Regions from separate parts of the Danio rerio genome. Here region 2 is linked to region 1. Evidence: chromatin contacts called from public HiCAR-type data. All regions are on one chromosome and are shown on one strand. The core of a region is the stretch at or near the end of the contact, and the rest is flanking DNA. Distances in the headings are between cores, read along the strand shown.

Region 1 (2,700 bases), core at 148-2,647:
TCAAAAACAAATCGCGTCAACCTAATCCGCAGCGATCCTGCGCCAACGCCCACGCTTAGCGGCTTTCTGATTGGCTGTATGCAAATACACAGCCCGCCTCCGCGTATATACGACAGAAAGGCTCGCTGTCGATCATGAGCAATTGCGCATAAACGCCCCGCCCCATAGCGCTCGGTTGAGTCAACAAGCAACAAACAATATTGCGGGCCTCCCCACGTTACGTAAACAGATGGAATGCAAAGCGTTATTCCCGCATAAAGTTAGCTCACAGACAAATTATGAACTCATCAAGTAGCTAAGTTAATGAGCATTATCCTACGATAAAAACGAGCAGTTCAAACGCATCTGAAATATATATTTCAAGATATTTAGGTGCACAAACAAAACATATTAAACTCATTTAGCATAGTTAAGAGTATTCCAAAGCATTGCTGATATCAGGGAAACTATCGTGTTTCGATTTCACTTTGCATCGTGCAGATGGGGGGCGTGTACCCTTATAGACATGTCGGGTTGATCATCTATAAACACACAAGTCTACAAATCACCCATCAACTCGAGTGATCAATCAATTCACCATAGCCTAGCATTGCTTTTAATTCCATTTATCAGGCGTTTTCAACTTTTAAACAACTAATCTGTGTGTAATTGTGTCAATTCAATCAGTAGCATGTTTATTGTGATAATGTACGGCTTGACAGACTCGTCCATGGAGATTCACAACACACACAAACACTCCAGCCTAACTAACCTCCAATAAATACACACTGATTTCACTATTGTGAAAGTGCAGTATCCAAATACGCATTAAGCACGTCTAATTTAGATGATCAGCACATCAATTCAGATTTGAATATGAGGTGTGGGTGTGTCAACTCAAATGTGAGCTGCATTGCTGGTGTCCTCCAGGACTAGACTCGGGGAGTAATGTTCTAGAAGTTCTTGTGTAACTGAAAGCTAACAAGCAACATCTTCTGCCCTTACTCAGCGCCAGCTAAGCAACCGCCGGGGGAAAATATTGATCTGAAAGGACAAACGGGCACCTCAGGATGACAGACCACACATATTATCCCACAACCAGTGAGGTAAACAAATGAAAACTGGTTAGAGTTTAAAAAGGAACTGGAGCGCTGCTTTCACACTATGGCCTCCGTGTCCCTCCCCTCTGCTAGCGAAACTTAGCCCGAGAGCTAGCTACAAGAAGCAATGTTTTGATCATCCTCAAACAACTGTCCACACACGCTTCACAGCGCTGTCATAGTCAAAAAGGTGACTCACCTTCAAGCTACCCACGCACTAGCGAAAATAGGTGGTAACTCCAATTTTACTCGTCTTTAGGAAAACTTAATGTCATTTCTTCTCAATCCACGCCGTCTTCCTCTCTGGTTTGTTTTGTTTATCTTCTTCCTGACGGGTTCCTGGAAAGCGCGTGACTGCCTCGTCACGTGCTTCTGCACTGGCCAATCACGGCGAGCGCTCTTTCATCAGAAAAACAAGTCATTTAAATATCTTTGTGCAGAGCTTTCATACACTACTTAACGGTGATTATATTATATTATATTATATTATATTATATTATATTATATTATATTATATTATATTATATTATATTATATTATATTATATTATATTATATTATATTAACCACAGGCAGAAATTAAAATATTTTTTGTAATCTTTGATGTGCAGTTGTATGAATTTCTTTTGATAACGTTTTTCTTTTTCTTGGATTTGGTTGTGAGGGAAAGACAGCCAGCAGCACAAGTGTTCTGAATAGATGGGAACTTCTCCAGGAATGTTGGAACAGCATCTCAGGATGTTCTTCAAGTAGTTTAAGTGAATGCCCAGAGAGGTTAGAGCTGGGATCTACATAGAGTCTGTCTGTCTACCTTTCTATCCTGTCTGTCTGTCTGTCTGTCTGTCTCTCTCTCTCTCTCTCTCTCTCTCTCTATCTATCTATCTATCTGTCTGTCTGTCTGTCTGTCTGTCTTGCCGGTTTATCTGTTTATCCTGTCTGTCTGTCTGTCTGTCTGTCTGTCTGTCTGTCTATCTGTATGTATGTATGTCTGTCTGTCTGTCTATCTTGCCGGTTTATCTGTTTATCCTGTCTGTCTGTCTGTTTACCTATATATCCTGTCGGTTTATCTGTTTATCCTGTCTGTCTGTTTATCTATCTATCATGACTGTTTGTCTGTCTGTCTGTCTGTCTGTCTGTCTGTCTGTCTGTCTGTCTATCTATCTATCTTTCTGTCTGTCTGTCTGTCTAGCTATCTGGTCAGTTTATCTGTTTATCCTGTCTGTTTCTCTGTCTATCCATTATGTCTGTCTGTCTATCTATCTTGTCGGTTTATCTGTTTATCCTGCCTGTCTTTTTATCTATCGATCAAGTCTGTCTCTCTATTTGTCCGTCCGTCTGTCTTTCCATCCATCATCATGTATCTATCTATCTATCTATCTATCTATCTATCTATCTATCTATCTATCTATCTATCTATCTATCTATCTATCTATCTATCTATCTATCTATCTATCTATCTATCTATCTATCTATCTATCCATCCCGTCTGTCTCTTTGTCTTGTCGGTTTATGAGTTCATTCAGTCTGTCTGTCTGTCTACCTTCCCTGTCTGTCTATCTATCTTGTCGGTTTAGCTATCTATCCTGTCTGACTATCTATCTTGTCAGTTTATCTGTTTATCC
Region 2 (2,700 bases), core at 26-2,525, 230 kb after region 1:
TGCTAAAATTGTACGTAGTGTATGAGTGTGTATGGGTTTCCCAGAGATGGGTTGCCGCTGGAAGGGCATCCGCTGCGTAAAACAAGTGTTGGATAAGTTGGCGGTTCATTCCGCTTTGGCGACCCCCGATTAATAAAGAGACTAAGCCGACAAGAAAATGAATGAATAAATACGAAATTAATGGAGCGACCTTTGACGCTCTCACCGCCTATGGTGTGAACACAGTTAGACGCTGACTAGACACAGAATTTTTGTCACCTGACATCACGACCTAAATCTAACCTAATATTAGCATCTTATGATGTTGTGTGCCTGCTGGGTAATAACTAAATGCACTACAGAATGTTATGTTTACACATTCAAAACTTACATGTAAATGCATCAGCTTTTCACAGCGTAATACTCACTACTCATGAGTACTTTTAAAAGGTACACTTTTTATTCATACCTTGAGTAATATTTACAACAGATACTTTTACTCTACTTGCACTACATTTTTTGGCAAGTAATGGTAGTTGAGTATGATTTTTCAGTACTCTTTCCACCACTGATAATATAAAATAAATAATTGAATACATTATATGGTTCAGTATTAGTTTCTACAATTGTATATAATCTAATATAGCGCACAAATATGTGGTGATAAATCACAACCAAAGTTATCATGACATTAATTTATGGTCTTCATGATCATTCATGATCAACCCAAACCCTTAAAATGCTCATTTGAAAATCGTATAAGTTATCGACTATATTCCTATTTAAACTGCTTGAAAATAAACTAAATATAGCTTAATTAATCACAAAGACATCCCAACATGTGAAATGTCACTTAAGCATTAAAAGGATCGCTGTCGTAAAGATGCCAGTGGGCTAAAGTTAGCAAGCCATGACATGAATAGCCAACAAATTGTCAAACAAACCATTTGATGTTACATTACCACAAAATATTCGCAATTTGATGTTGTTCTGAAGTGTATGGTTTTGCTCGTTGTGCATTTTAGTCACGCGTGAACTATAAAAACAGAACAACAAACATACTGGATGCTCAGAAAGCTAGCAAGAATGCTAACTGTGCCAGCGTATTTCCCCCAAAAACTAGCTCTAAAGAAACACCTGCTGTATAGCTAGGGTATAAAATGTAAGGAGATTTCTGCATGAATGTATTGTTGTTATACTGGCTCGTGTAACTTAGTAGTCTCAGTTGTTATCTGACCTGTTCTCCCCGAGCTGAGCGCTCTCTGCTTCTATGTTCTCCGCCATAGCTCCAGAAACTAAACACGCCACAGCTAAACTTCCTGTCGGTGAAGCGCTTCCTCACACCGTCCTTCACGCTATTGGCTGGATTTACTGCTTATTAAAAGTCATCTTTAAAGCAATATTGATTTAAAGGGCACCTATTATGCAAACATCTAAATTTATAAGCGATTTAAACACAGTTGTGTGGCATCAGTGTGTAAATATAACCAGCCTCTAATTGTAAAAATTAATTGATTATATTTTTAATAATCACACTTCATAAACAGTCTGGAGAAACACTGATATTTTTTCTTTGTACATGCTATTGGAGGGTAAGCCCCGCCCATTCGTGACGATCTTGCCCTCATTAGCATAGACAGCCCTGAGTGAGAAGCAGCCGTACATCAGCCAGAGTTTTCACACTGTACCTGCTGAAGATAATGGCTGTTTCTTAATAAGCGTTCTTCAGCGATCTTGCGTCCTTGTGTTCTCGTCTAACGTCGTTAACCACCATGTTCAGTTCAAGACAGCAAAAACAAAGATATGTGTTCTTGATATCGAGGATGCATCAATGCAGACTTGAGCGCAAAACTCGCTCAAAGCCCCAGAGGTCATTGTGACTTAATAAAGTAGGTAGGTAGCGCAGCATTTTATACCTTTATTTAATGTTATTTATAAAGTTATTTTATACCTTTATTATTAAAGTTCAGAACTATAACTTATTTATCTCAGGAGTGTTATATTAATTCGTATTAAATCTGTTTTATTTGTATTGTTTAAAGTATATTTCTTAGTGTTTTGCGCATGTTATATATATTCAAAGAGTAATATCCCTACTCAATATATATATATTGATTTGATGTACAAGCGTTTGGTTGGAAGCTTGATTCCACGGCTCCACTCCATCTGGTAGTCCCTTCTGCCCAGGCTGCAATTTCAGCAGTGTTTTGCAACAGTTTGTGCCCATCATGAGGCTTTTTGCCTTTAAAGTGTTCAATGGGATACATATATGTATATGTGTGTCTGTGTGTATATATATATATATATATATATATATATATATATATATATATATATATATATATATATATATATATATATATATATATATATATATGACTTTGGGGTCAGTCTGACTTTTAAATGTTTTCAAATAAGTTTATTTAATCCAAAATACAGTGCAAATTCAAAAGTAGTTTATTTAATTCAATGATTTATTCCAGTGTTTTAAATAAATTTTTAGCTTTTTAGTGAAATCATTTAGAGAAATTATTAATATTATTTATGGTAATAGGATTAAAAGCAATAACGACTGAAGTAATAATTTTATTTGAAACTACATTAAGAAAGCAATTATTTAAAATTTGTATAAATATTATACATTTTTTTTACATTTAATAAATGCCGCCTTGATGAACAGAATAAAAAACAACTTCTCCAAACTTTTGAACGGTAGAGTAC

The links. HiCAR-type assays count read pairs that join an accessible place to other places.
Region 2: a contact with region 1 is called in a HiCAR-type map of caudal fin, with 7 times the contacts expected there. The contact joins the promoter of tcerg1b here to the promoter of crebrf in region 1. A contact is called at or near these places in 2 of 18 Hi-C or Micro-C datasets (hematopoietic stem cells and an unstated tissue) and 2 of 4 datasets of contacts at active chromatin or transcription factors (caudal fin and embryo).

The regions. Positions count from the first base shown.
Region 1 is chr21:45,254,324-45,257,023 of GRCz12tu, forward strand. It overlaps crebrf (creb3 regulatory factor), which reads right to left and starts at 1,398. Exons shown (of 9, transcript XM_005170286.6): 1 at 1,279-1,398. It overlaps LOC141379917 (a long non-coding RNA gene), which reads left to right and starts at 879. Exons shown (of 4, transcript XR_012396939.1): 1 at 879-1,085.
Region 2 is chr21:45,480,037-45,482,736 of GRCz12tu, forward strand. tcerg1b (transcription elongation regulator 1b (CA150)) reads right to left here and starts at 1,276. Exons shown (of 20, transcript XR_012396929.1): 1 at 1,217-1,276.